5 separate regions of the Sus scrofa genome follow, and regions 2, 3, 4 and 5 are each linked to region 1. Evidence: chromatin contacts called from public HiChIP or PLAC-seq and promoter capture Hi-C data. All regions are on one chromosome and are shown on one strand. Each heading gives the region's core, a stretch centred on a gene start, on an enhancer-like site or on the middle of the called end of the contact. The rest is flanking DNA. Distances are from core to core; before and after follow the strand shown.

The links. Promoter capture Hi-C pulls out the DNA fragments that hold promoters and counts their contacts. HiChIP or PLAC-seq counts read pairs in DNA pulled down with a chosen protein or histone mark.
Region 2: an H3K27ac HiChIP or PLAC-seq map of alveolar macrophages shows a contact between it and region 1. The contact joins the promoter of EWSR1 here to the promoter of MTFP1 in region 1. A contact is called at or near these places in 2 of 2 datasets of contacts at active chromatin or transcription factors (alveolar macrophages and skeletal muscle).
Region 3: a contact with region 1 is called in a promoter capture Hi-C map of liver, with 4 times the contacts expected there. The contact joins the promoter of ZMAT5 here to the promoter of MTFP1 in region 1. A contact is called at or near these places in 1 of 5 promoter capture datasets (liver) and 1 of 2 datasets of contacts at active chromatin or transcription factors (alveolar macrophages).
Region 4: an H3K27ac HiChIP or PLAC-seq map of alveolar macrophages shows a contact between it and region 1. The contact joins the promoter of RNF185 here to the promoter of MTFP1 in region 1. A contact is called at or near these places in 1 of 47 Hi-C or Micro-C datasets (heart right ventricle) and 2 of 2 datasets of contacts at active chromatin or transcription factors (alveolar macrophages and skeletal muscle).
Region 5: a promoter capture Hi-C map of fetal liver shows a contact between it and region 1, with 2.1 times the contacts expected there. The contact joins the promoter of SELENOM here to the promoter of MTFP1 in region 1. A contact is called at or near these places in 1 of 5 promoter capture datasets (fetal liver) and 1 of 2 datasets of contacts at active chromatin or transcription factors (alveolar macrophages).

The regions. Positions count from the first base shown.
Region 1 is chr14:47,391,297-47,393,878 of Sscrofa11.1, forward strand. It overlaps MTFP1 (mitochondrial fission process protein 1), which reads left to right and starts at 1,282. Exons shown (of 5, transcript XM_001929262.7): 1 at 1,282-1,546; 2 at 2,310-2,437. The coding sequence starts at 1,480. It also overlaps a transcript of SEC14L2 not described here.
Region 2 is chr14:46,407,441-46,410,022 of Sscrofa11.1, forward strand. It overlaps EWSR1 (EWS RNA binding protein 1), which reads left to right and starts at 1,283. Exons shown (of 17, transcript NM_001252048.1): 1 at 1,283-1,295. The coding sequence starts at 1,283. RHBDD3 (rhomboid domain-containing protein 3) reads right to left here. Exons shown (of 7, transcript XM_005657361.2): 1 at 1,415-2,582; 2 at 395-523.
Region 3 is chr14:46,781,766-46,784,347 of Sscrofa11.1, forward strand. It overlaps ZMAT5 (zinc finger matrin-type protein 5), which reads right to left and starts at 1,290. Exons shown (of 6, transcript XM_001929010.5): 1 at 1,154-1,290. It overlaps UQCR10 (ubiquinol-cytochrome c reductase complex 7.2 kDa protein), which reads left to right and starts at 1,575. Exons shown (of 2, transcript NM_001129978.2): 1 at 1,575-1,749. The coding sequence starts at 1,600.
Region 4 is chr14:47,945,080-47,947,661 of Sscrofa11.1, forward strand. RNF185 (E3 ubiquitin-protein ligase RNF185) reads left to right here and starts at 1,291. Exons shown (of 7, transcript XM_005670859.3): 1 at 1,291-1,464.
Region 5 is chr14:47,904,060-47,906,641 of Sscrofa11.1, forward strand. SELENOM (selenoprotein M) reads right to left here and starts at 1,291. Exons shown (of 5, transcript NM_001161648.1): 1 at 1,172-1,291. The coding sequence starts at 1,291.

The sequences.
Region 1 (2,582 bases), core at 32-2,531:
AGGAAAATTAACCCAATGAATAAAGCAATGTTCAGTGCACGGGGAGTAGCAGTCAGTGACCTCCGCCTCGCTCTTCGCGGTCCCTCAGTCAAACCTCCACTTTAGGAGCCCAGCGTTTACCCGCTACTAAGCGGGGCGCATGTGCAAAAACAGCCCGCTGCTTAAGCGCTTTCTCACGGCGCCGGGATGGCCAGCTTGCCTCCTGATTGGCCCAGGCCGCATCTTCCGCCATTTTTGCTGAGGGCACTAAGTGTACTCCTGACTTCCTTTACCGTCAGAGCGGAGGCTCCGCCCCACTCGGGCTTCTCAGGGCAAGCTAACAAGTGCGGGTTTGGCGAGTCCTTGCAGCGCTTGCGGCAGGCCCGGAGTGGGAGGTTGGCTGAGAAGCAACGGTCACGTGGTGTTAGGGACCGTCTCCCAATTCCGCGCGTGCACTGCCAGTATTTCCGGGGCTAGGGATCAGCTTGGGCTCCGAAACAAGCTTCCTGCCAGATCACCAATGAACTGGCTGCCTTATAAGATCCCACCAAAATAGAGACGCCTGAAAACAGGGCCCACAATAGGGAGTCTAGGATATTTATTTGATGATGAGCGCCTCCTGGATACACTGCATCAGCCCTGTGCTTACTGTTTTGGGTTATTGCAAAGACTCAAGGAAACTACAGCCAGAGCGCTTAGTGTACGCTCAGTATGTATTAGCTACTCATTTTTTTACAGACGTGGCTGACAGTTAATAGGCGGCACAACTGGAATTTGAACCCAGGACTGCCTGTCTTTAAAAGCTGTGTCTTTGTTTGCTGATACCCCAAAGGATTCAGAGTTTCACTCGGGTTCTCAACATACACTCCCTCAGTCTCATTTACTGAGCTTACCTTAAGAGCATGGGAACTAGAGCCTCACAGCCTGGAATCAAATGTCGGCTTCACTACTCAGCAGTCGTAGGACCCGGGAAAGTGACCAATTATTTCTATCTCTATTCCTCATCTGTAAAAGGAGGGTGGGGTTTATGCCTGGCTGAGGGGAGGGTTTAAAGAAGTAAGCCATCTGGAGTCTTTAGCCAACAGTCTGGCTGGCACTAAACTCGATAAATGATGAGTGTAATTCATCCTCGAAACTGCCCCAGGAGTAAACCCATCCTGTTTCCTATCTAACAAATAAAGTGACGTGCAGAGAAGTACAGACTCTTGCTCGAGGTCACACAGCTATGAAGCGTAGCATCCGGTATTTGAACCTGCGTCTCTTTGGCTCCAACACTACAGTCAGTGCTGAGAGAGGATCGCGCAACCGTTCAACCCCAGAGAAAACGTGATGAAAATTAATCTGTAAAACCCAAGCTTGGGAGGGGGGCGCCAGTGCGCGAGGGAATTTGCAGACGCTCCCTGCTGGTGGGGACCGCACGACCTGTCCTTCAGTCTGGGACCTTAAGCCGGTCCCGCAGCCGCAGACAGGAGCGCTAGTGGAAGCCGAGGCGGAAGCGTCATGTCTGAGCCGCCCCCGCGGGGGGCCGAGCGCGACCTTTTCCGGGACACGTGGGTGCGGTACTTGGGTGAGCACGGGGCAAGGGGCACGGCGACCCCCACACCACGTGGCTGGGAAGCAGGGGTTCCCAGACGCCGGTCAGGGACATGGCGAACGTGGGAGGGCTGTAGTTCTCATTCAGCCGGGGCAGAGACTGGGCTCAGAGAGGGTTCTGGACTGGCTCAAGATCACACAGCTTGGCCTGTCCAGCCCGGCCCTCACGGTCTCTGCTGGTCTGTCTCCCAGGTGGAAGCTGCAGCCCAAGTAGGTGGATGGGGATGAGTGGGCTGCCCCCTGTGGAATGACTGGACACTGGCTGTAGTCAGGGCACTTGAACTCTCATCTTGGATCAGTCGCTCTGACTAAGCTTGTTTCTTCCTCAGCAAAAAGGGATGAGCACAAGGTCTCTCTCATTGGGTGGTAGTTGTGAGGGTACAATGAGATAAGGTACAGAAAGGCCTGGCACTTAGCGAGTTCCCCGTCAGAGGGGCTGCCTTTAGTCTCTCTCACTGCCTGTCCCCCCAGCCAGCTCACATGCTTCTAGAACCCAGACTATTAAGGCAAGTAGGCTGTGAGAATGGAGACAGTACTCAGCTCTCCCATAAGGAAAGAGTCCAGGTGAGCATCATGGGTGTCATTTTACAGGTGGGGAAACACTCACAGGAGTAAAGTCACTTTGTCTAAGGTCATCCAGCTACTGCTTAGCAGGCTGAGATAAGAACCATCTCCCTCTAGTGCCCTCTTGTGGAACAACCCAACCGCTCAGGAATTAAATATTCCTCCACCACCAGGCTATGCCAATGAGGTAGGGGAGGCCTTCCGCTCCTTGGTGCCAACAGCTGTTGTGTGGCTGAGCTATGGTGTGTCCAGCTCCTATGTGCTGGCTGATGCCATTGACAAAGGCAAGAAGGCAAGAGATGTAAGTGTTAACCTGCCCCTCAACCCCCACCCCAGTCCACTCCCCTTGTGGTCAGTCTACAGCCTTGCATATGGTTAAGTCCCTTGTGGCACAGTCGAGTCCCCACAGCCTGGCCTGGTGCATTCCACACCACAGTCCTGCTTGC
Region 2 (2,582 bases), core at 33-2,532, 980 kb before region 1:
TGGCTGGAGGAGACCTTCTCCTCTTGCTCATGGCCAAGTTCCCCAGGGTGCTCATAGCTTACATATAGCTTGCTTTATGTGTGTTCACTGAAGGAAAGACACTAGCTTGGCTCCAGTTCCCGCCAAAGGATTTGGATAAGCCCTGCCTTTTGATGGGCCTGGGCATCTGTCTAGGGAGACTGGATTTAATACAAGAAGTCAGGCAGGTGCAGCTCTTGCAGGGAGCCAGGGCACCCACTGCAAGCTGCCTCCTGCACGCTCACAACCATCTCTCCCTGGGTACTTTAGCAAGAGTGGGTTTGCCCATGGACAAAAAGAACTGGGATTTGAACGCTCGAGGTCTCAGCCTGTCCATCTATAAAATGGGACGGTGCATCATCACGCCCTGGCCTACCTTACTGGGAAGCCGGGAAGACAGAAATGGAAAGACAAGGACCGGGAAGATTCTTCCGGGTGATGGAAAGTGGGGGTCCCACGGTGTGGCTGGGACTCGGCTTTATATTTTGGGCCTCAGTTTCCCTTTCTGTAAAAACGGGTGTTGGTGGGGGGTGGTGATTAAAGGGCCTCCTTCTCAAACTCGACCGTTACTGGAGGGCCCTCGGGCCGAACACTACGTGCGCGGCCTCCCATCCAGCCCACCCGCCTCGGTCCCCTTGCCCGCAGGCCGGGCCACGTGTCTGGGGTACTCACTGCGGAGCGCGCCCCCCGCCCCCAGAAGGCCGGGTGGGGCCCTCGGCTGGGAGTCGGTGCTCCAGCTTCCCGCCGAAGCCCGAGCGCCCCGAGCCCATTCTACTCGCACTCGGGCGCGTGACCCTGGTCGACCGGTCGGCGCGCCACCCACTCCTCCGCCGCCCGCCGATTAGTCAGCAGTTGTTCTAGGCCCGGGTCCCTTCCCCCAGCCCTCCCGCCGGCCTCCGTTTCCCTCCAAGGCAAACTCTTCAGAGACGGTCCCTAGAGCCAGCGGACGTAACCATTCCAAACAGCCTCGCATCGACCAGAGAATCACTCTGACTTGTTACCAAGATCCGCTCACCGGTCGCTCCCACCCCTGCGGTGCTATTTTGGCCAGCTAGTCACATCCGTTGCTCTTTAGAGAGGTTTAGGACTAGAGCAGCGGGAGCGAAGGACGAGAAAGCTGTGGTTCATCTCTCCTTCCCCTACCCCCGTGGCCTGGCCCGATGGTAGCGCCCGAGGTTGCGGGTTTCGCGCCTGCGCAGTGCGGCGCCTAGAGGGAAAGCGAGAGGGAGACGGACGTTGAGAGAACGAGAAGGAAGGAGAGAAAATGGCGTCCACGGGTGAGTGTGGTGGAGCCGCGGTCGCGCCGGCGGCGGCTGGGACGCCCAAGTTAGGGACCGTTCGTCTCTAGGGGTGACCGGAACGACTGAGTGGATTTGTTGGGAAGGGTGTGAGGTACCCGCCGCGGCCCGAGGAGCTCGACGGCCGCCTTTCTCCTCTCCTCCGCTCCCCTCCCCCCACCGAGCAGGCCGGTTCTGGAACCTTCCGGCACCTCCGGCGCGCGGGGGGCTCGAGGCGGCGGAGGCGCGCTGGGCCAGCCTTGGCCTCCATTGTGTGGCGGCCGTCCGGCCTCGCGCTCTGGGCCGCCCGCCACGTGGGCGGGGCCTGCGGCCTCCGGGGCCCCGCGCGGGGGTGGGGGGAGGGCTCGGCCAGGCCTCGAGCCCCGGAGCCCCGAAGCTCCGAAGCCCCGAAACGGGGGGTGAGAGGGCCGAACGGCGGCTCCGAAAGCTGCAGTTCCGCAGCCCCTCTGACTTTTCCCACCCCAATCTCATTTTCAGAAAGGCAGCCAAAGCCCGAGGGCGACTCTGCCTCGCCGAGAAGCTTGGGCAATAAAAGCATATAAGCTGAAAAGGCTTCACGGATTTGCGAGCCGAGGGGCGCAGACCTATGAAAGGGGGCCCCGTCATCCTTAGAGCCGAGTCGGCTGCGGCGTCCAGTGCCGCCAAGTCGCCCCCTCGGCGGGTTCCAGCGCGAAGCCGAACTTTTTTCTGTCCGACTGTGTTTTAGACGGAGTGTGGGCCCCCCTTCCCCCCGCCCCCACACACCTTACGGCCTCTCAAGTCGGCTCCCTTTTCGGGCTTCGTTTTTTACCATTTATTTTTTTCTCTCCAGAAAGCGGTTATGTGGCTTCCTAGGGCCGTGTTTCAGCAAACGCCGAGGGAGATCTGTTGTGTAATAAGGCCAACTCGGATCGTGAGGCCAGAAATCTCCACTGAAAGAAATTTCTGGCCTCTGACTTAGGAGAAACAAAAGGCCTGGGTGGGAGTGTGCATTATGCTTAAGTAATCGTTCTGCATGTTATTTTGCCCAGGTTAGGCCGGGGGGCTTGTTTATTTCGCTGACTAGAGAGGAAGGAGGCGCGTACTGGAAGAAAACCTGGGGTGGGAGCTCGCTCGAATACGATGACTGGGGTGGTCCTTGCACGGGGTGTTTAACACTCTAGACTGGACCTGCAGTTTGCAGCAGGTTCTTGCGGTTATTGGTAGGGTGGGGCATTTTTGCCCCTCCTGACTCTAGGCCTTTGAGGCAGTTGCAAAAGACAAGAAGGAAATGGGAAAAAGCCCTGG
Region 3 (2,582 bases), core at 40-2,539, 610 kb before region 1:
TTCAGATTCGGTGTTGCAGTGGCTATGGTATGGACCACAGCTGAAGCTCTGATTCAACACCTAATCCGGGAATTTCCATATGCTGCAAATATGGCCAAAAAAGAAAGAAAAACAAACAAAACTTAGATGTCATCTTCAATTCCTCTTTCCTTTATACTTTATATGCATCTGTCAGCTTGTTCTGTTTGTCCCACCTCCCAAATACATCCCAAACCCATCATTACTCTAACTCACACCCTAATCTAAATTACCACCCTGCCTCCACTGACCCCTCACAGTAGCTCCTCCTTTTCAGTCAGTTCTCCAGAGAGCAGCCAGAAATGATGACCGCTGCTACTGTTACGTAAATTAGGTTGCCTCACATCCCAGCTTAAAACCCTTCAGTGGCTTCCGCGTGCAATTTAGAAAAAAAAACGACCCTTCACCACGGGTTAGAAGACCAGATATGACCTGACCCGAGCCTATTTCATAGTCCACTCAAATTGTTTCCTTCAAACACCTCAGGACCGCAGCAGCCTCAAGGCCTTGCACGACGTTTTCCTGTTCGAATAGCTATATCCATTTGGGTTTAGGGTTAAGTGTCACCTTGGGGAACCTTAGCTAAAATATTACCACAACCACCCCCTCCCCAATCAACCTTTTTTCTGCTCTTCAAAGCGTTACCTGTCATTATCGCACCTCCCACACACTGTAAAATGGGTGCTCCCCAAAAGCTGGGACGTATTCCCCGCTGGGTCTCCAGCTCATGGCCCAGCGCTCAGAAAACAATTGCTGGACGTCCTTAGTGCTCCAAAGTCCTGCTATTTCCATTCCCAAGAGAGAATGAATGGATCTAGGTCTCCCGCCTTCCAGGCCAGGGGTGTCTGCAGCGAAACCCAGGGATGAGGGGAAACGGAAGCATGGGCAGAATGGCCTCTTCCCCAGAGGCCCGGCAAAGGCTGACTGTTGCCACAGGCTTCAACTATAGCCCTGGACTTGGGGCTGCCGGAGGAGATAGGAGGAGGGACAAGCTTGGGACTGGGATTTCAGGCCTTGCCCCTATATCCACTGCGACCCGCCGCGGGGCTCGCGGACTTAAACGTAAGAGCTCAAGTTCTTCCGTATTGGGAGGAAGACTAGAACTCGCCACTCGACGTCCCGCCAAAAAAAGTACCTGGCTCCGCGGCGCCCGACGGCTCTCAACTCCTCCTCCTGCGCCTTGGTTCAGCGAACTGCTTGCTGGGATTCGTAGTCCTTCCTGGAGTATCAGCCCGCCCTTCCCAGAAACCTTTGAGAATCAAAGCAAAGACAGCGTAGGAGGAGGTGAAGGAAGCGCGAGGGCTTCTGGGCGTTGTAGTTTTAAAAAAAATTCAATCAGCAAGAAATGATTGAGGAGAAAAACTGGGTAATACATTTTACCAAAACGACTTGGGCTGTCGTGGTATGAATTTTAGGAGATTTTAATAGCTCACAAGCCATCAGTTACTTCAATGGTGCAAAACGACGAGCACTCAAGTTCAAAAGAACTACAAATCCCATAAAGCGTTACACGTTGAGGACCTTTGTGGAAAGGTCGGTCGAAGCGCAGGCGCGGTGGTGCTAGTTCTGCAGCGGACAAACATGGCTGCCCCGACGTTGACTGCGAGGTTGTACTCCCTGTTGTTTCGCAGGACCTCTACCTTCGCCCTCACGATCGCCGTGGGCGCTCTATTCTTCGAGCGCGCCTTCGATCAAGGCGCGGACGCGATCTACGAACACATCAACCAGGGGGTGAGGGCCTGGGCCATCCCTGACCTTGGGTTCCTTCGAGGGGTGACAGTGGGAGTGGAGGTGGGACGGGACTCAGTCGACCTTTACAAGGAGGGGGTAAACCCTGGGCGTCTTGTGTCTGTAGACTGCCGTCTGTGCGTTACCCCCGGTGTGAATCCTAAAAAGTTAAACGAGGTCAATAGGTCCCACTATGCGGGGGTTCTAAGTATTGCTGCCTGCCACGCCACAAACCCGTTTCTCCATTTGCAGAAGCCTAAACTAAAACCAGGTGAGAGCAAAAGACTTGCTAGGGTCACACCACTAGGAAATCAGTGGCGAGTCAAGGTTGGACCCCGGCCCCTCTGTCTCATCTGGGGGTCACAAGGGCAAATTTGATTAGGCACCTGTCCTGAAAAGGACATCTCCTTAGACACTATGGGTGGCCATTTAGGTAGCATTTTTTGGTTCCAAAGTCTTTCCATGATGGCAGCGGTGGTATTAATAATGGTTAATAACTCTTAATCATTGAGTAGGGTGGGGTGGGTATGAAATCAGAGAATCTTGGGTGGGAATACTGGGCCTTATCACTTAACTGTGGCATTAGGTTGGGCAAGCTCTCACTTTTATCTATGAAATAGAGATGATAATAATAGTAACTGTCTCAGGGAGGTTTGTTTTTTGTTTTGTTTTTGTTTTTTTGTTTTTTGCTTTTTTAGGGCTGCACCCGAAGCTAGGGGTCCAATTGGAGCTGTAGCTGCTGGCCTACATCACAGTTCACTGCAATGCCAGATCCTTAACCCATTGAGGGAGGCCAGGGATTGAAGCTTCGTCCTCATGGATTCTAGTCAGATTCA
Region 4 (2,582 bases), core at 41-2,540, 550 kb after region 1:
TTGAACCTGAGCCACAGCTGTGACTTACGCTGCAGCCGTAGCAACACCAGATCCTTAACCCACTGTACTGGGCCGGGAATTGAACCTGCGTCTCAGGGCTCCCAAGATGCTGCCGATCCCATTGTGCCACAGCAGGAACTCCCTAGAGACATTGTGTTACCCCTAAATACTTCAGTGAATATTTCCTAAGAACAAGGAAGTACTCTTACCATAACCACAATACAATGATCAAATGTAGAAATTTTAACATTGATACAATATGTAGTCACAGCTAAACCATGATCCAAATTCCAATTTTGTCTTTTGTCCCAATATTGTCCATTAAACCTATTCTGCCTCTCCTTATGCTAGTCCAGGATCCAATTTACAATCATATATCTCATTTTGTTGTCATGCCTCTTTAATCTCCTTTAAACCAGAACAGTTCCTCAGTCTTTCTCTGTTTTTTTCATGATGCTGACAATTATTTTGTATACTGTTCTCCATCTGGACTATGTCATGCTTCCTCATGAAACAAAACATGGGTTACTCATTTTTTTTGGCTGCACCCTACAACTTGTGGAAGTTCCTGGACCAAGATGGAACCTGAGTCAGAGAATCGACCCAAGCTGCTGCAGTGACAATACTGGATCCTTAACCTGCTGTACCACAAGGGAATTCTGAGTTATGCATTTTTGTCTAAAATACCACAGGAGAGATGCTGTCTCTTTCTCAGTGCATCTTACTAAGAGGCACATGCTCTTTACTTGATCTACAACTGGTGATATTAACTTACTGTTCTGTGAGATTATATGTAAAACTACTATTTTCCCTTTGTAATCAAAAAGGAATTTATAGGAGACATTTTGCTGTGTAAATATTCTCTTCCTCTAGTTTTACCATCCATTATTGATTTTCTAACTCCATCATATTTGTTATTTTGCTTCTACTAAAAGGCATAATTTCCCCTTCTCCCCCATTTATTCAATCACTTTTATACCAGTAAAGACTCATGGGTTACCATTTTATTCAATTAGTTAAATCTGTTACTATCAAGTATTTTGATTCTCAAATTGCGACGATTTGGCCATGGGATCTCTTTCAAGTTAGCTCCTGTATCCTCTGACGTATTCTCATCATCCTTACATTCTGGTGCAACAAAACTGTTTGAAACTTGTCTGTACTTTCCCTACACAGACCTAGGCTTTCTGAAAAGCTGGCAAGTGACCCCTACGCTTTTCTGCTTCCTGCCGGCAGGCGGAACCTTAGAGTCCAGGATCTGGGCGGGAGAACAGCGCAGCGGACCAACCTTTTCCGGTTGTGGACGGAAGTCCCTTGGAAAGCTGCGGCTCTGCGTCAGCTGACCAGAGTCCGCGTAGGAGGGACCCGAGGTCCGGCGGGACGGACTATCCCAGCGGAGAGACTGGCTGGGCGGCCGACGGAAGGACAAACTGGAGTGGCCTCGGCGGTGTTAGCTGAGCAGAGGCAGGTACTTGAGAGGCTGGGTTGGCAGCTAGGGGCCGTCCAGGTTGAGGGACGCGGGCGAGGGACCGGGTTCCGCCTTCACCAGGCCCATGGGCGGCAACACCTGAGCCCAGGAACGCAGAGGCAACAAGCTGGCTCTGTTCCGGGCCCTCCGCCCCAGGGGAAGGTCAGGCTTGTGTTGTGGTCTTTCGTCCAGTGATTACAATTTGGGGAATCTAAGGCTCCAAGAAGAGGAAAGGCTGCCAGAAGCTCTCCTAACTTCGAGAACTCAGGGACTCTCTCTAACTCTCTGACTCCCATTCGAGGCCGCCTCTTTCTTGTAAAGGTGCTTTTAATGAGTTTGTCCCCAGTGGAGAGGCCGAGGCCGGTAAGCGGGATGAATAGAGTTGGGCTTGGGAGAAAGAGACCCAGGTTTGAGGCTTCACCACTGACATACATTTGTGTGACTGGGTCTTTACCTGTGCCAGGTCTCAGTTTCTTTTCTAAAACAGGGCCCTGTTTCTCTAAATATGGTTCCCACAGCCTCTGGAGTGCATACTCTACAATGCAGGACTCTTGAGACCTCTTATTTAGAATTTGGGTCCGAACTGGGGAAACTATAGTTTGAATGTTTGCTTTGGGGGACCTGTGCATACTGATGTTTGAAGCCCACTGATTTTTTTTTCTTTTTTAACTAGGATATAGTTGACTTACACAGTTGTGCTAATTTCAGGCATACAGCACAGTAAATCGTTATACATATACCCATTCCTTTTCAGATTCTTTTCCCATATAGGTCATTACACAATATTGAGTAAATTTTCCTGTGCTGTGCAGTAGGTCGTGTTACCCATCTATTTTATATATAGGAGTGTGTATGTATCAATCCCAGCCCCCTAATTCATCCCTCCTCTCCCCATGTTTCCCCTTTGTTAACATAAATTTGGTTTCAAAATCTTTGTGAAGCCCACTGATCTTAAGTGCTTTCCTTCTGTGAGTACTAGATATCTAGTCTTTGCTCTGAGGCAGCTGGAACTTGTTCAGGATCTTGGGGGGGGGGGGAAGGAGGAGGGAAACAGACCAGAAAAGACAGCAGTGGAATGGACCAGACATTATAATGGTGAAGAGAGCTTCTACCT
Region 5 (2,582 bases), core at 41-2,540, 510 kb after region 1:
CTACACGCAACCCTAATTTTACCCTCATCCCCCAGCTCAGCTTTGGGTTGGGCTATGGATTACTCCCTGAATAGCAGTTCCAAGGTGTGGAGATGAGGCCTCTTGTGGGCAGAAGGGAGAACTCCGTACAGATGGGGAAGCTGAGACGTAATGACACCAGAGGAAAAAGGAGTAAGGCCAGAGACCCGAAGAGCACTTAGCAGCAGACTTAGGGCTCTTGCCTGTACATCTTACTGACTGCTGACCCACTCCTGATGCCCAAGAGAAATGAGCACCCTTTTCCCCTCAGGCAGTAGAGAACTGGGTCTTTAGCCCCTAGAACCTCTGGGTGGAGGCAGACCAGAAGGAAACAGCTCTGTCCTGGGGGCCTCATTAGAGACACCTGCCATCTGCTCCTTACCTCACCCCATGAGGAGCTGGCCCTCCGTCGCCTGCGGCCCAGCCCTACAGACCATCTGGTCTCTTCCCCAATAAGGGGGGAGGGGTGGACCCCTCCCTGTACTCCCTGATGTGGAGCTTCCTTCTAGCAGGAGTCCATACCGCAGGGCTACCTATTCTAGTCCTCCCTCCTCCTCCCCATCTTTTTTCAGAGAGAAAACTAAGGCCTAGAGAGGGTCTGTGATGATCCACGTCACACAACCCAACAGGGACTTTGGCAGGAGAGGGTGGGGGAACACTTCACAGTAAGTGTTTAAAGGAAATTCCCAGCCTCCTTTCCTGGGTTTTGCATGGGGGGCGGAGTGGGAATGGGGGCTTAGGCTCCCATAAGGTCTTCCCTCCCCCAGGCAAAGGGAGAGAGACCAACCGGAACTGGAGTGGGGATGAATTCCAGGAAAAAGAGGAGTGATGGGGGATGGGAAATTGGACTCGTCTGGGAGTCATAGGGCCAGAGAAGTTAGGGGACAGGTCCAATGTGTCTGGGGCCCATGTCAGGCCTGATGGGGAACTAAGGAGGGGTTCAGATTTCCAGGCCACAAGATCAGGGGTGTTCCAGGCTTCCATGAATGGTGCTGGGGGGTTCTAAGGCTGGGAAGCGGGAGCGACAGTCCCGGGCGCCGAGGAAGACGTGGGAGTCGGGAGGGTCCTGGGGCCAGAAGAGTTAGCGATTCCAACGCTGAGGACCCGCAAGGTTGGGGGCGGTGATTTCTGGGCTGGGGGCCGGAGCACTCACCTCTACCCGGGCTCGGGCCAGGCCTTGTAGACGGTTCCAGTCGGGCCGGAAGGTGGTGGTGGCTGCCGCGAGTGCCGCGAGGAGCAGCAGCAGGGGCAGCGAAAGCGGCGGGAGGTGCATTGAAAGCCGGCCGGAGGTGATCCGAAAACTAGAGGTGAACCGCCCGGCCACAGCGCCACGTCTGGGCCCTCGGGCTGGCCGGGTCCCCGCTGGAGGTCCCGCCCCGCTAGGGACCACGCCCCCAGCTCTCGGTCTCCGCCCCAGGGCCTGCACAGCGGCCGCCTGGGCGCTGCCGGCAGGGTTTGAGCTCCTCGGCCCTTTGCTTTCCCAGTCCCAAGAGTGTCCACCCTCCCTCTGCTGACCGAGAGCGTGGACTCTCCAACAGGATGGGGCCAGGCAATGCCCCCTCACGCCGGCAGGGGGCGCGGGCGAGATGCGGATAGAGACCGAGTTTCTGGGCCAGACACTCGACTTGAAGATGGGGAAACTGAGGCCTGGGGAATCCTCATCTTTGTCTTTTATTTCTCTGGATGAAATTCCGATCTACGTTTCCATTCCCTGGAGCACACGTTGCGGCAATGGAATATTACGCCGTACACTAGGGACTGGGAGAATAAAAGGGTTAATACACATTAGAAAACTCTTTAGAATAATGCCTGTCACAGTGCCTCAAAGAGGCCCTAGGAACTCTGTTTTACAAGTGAGGAAACAAACTTAGAAAGGTAAAACGACTAAGTAGTGGTTCTAGGATTTGAACCTCAAACATTCCTGTGTTCACCAAGCCCAAGATGACTAGGTCAGGGTGCTGCTTCCCTCTTCAAGCCTAAGACAGACACAGAACACTGATTGCAATGCTCTTTCTTTCTTTCTTTCTTTCTCAATGAATTTATCACACCTGCAGTTTTTTTTTTGTTTGTTTGTTTGTTTGTTTGTTTGCCATTTTTGGGGCCTCTCCCACAGTATATGGAGGTTCCCAGGCTAGGGGTCCAATCGGAGCTGTAGCCACCAGCCTACGCCAGAGCCACAGCAACTCGGGATCCGAGCCACGTCTGCAACCTACACCACAGCTCACAGCAACGCCAGATCCTTAACCCACTGAGCAAGGCCAGGGATCAAATCCGCAACCCCATGGTTCCTAGTCGGATTCGTTAACCACTGAGCAACAATGGGAACTCCTATCACACCTGTAGTTGTACAATGATCATCACAATTGCAATGCTCTTTCCCACTGAAACTAGCACTCATAATCCTTCTTAAGATCAGACCAAGGCTGCATCATGACGTTCATGGACCCTAGGCAGTTTTACCTTCCTGAGCCCCGTCCTCTACTTAAAAACAACACATGCACACAAAACTACTACAACCAACAAAAGACCACATATTAAAAATCTGCAGTTTATAGCCTCTTTAA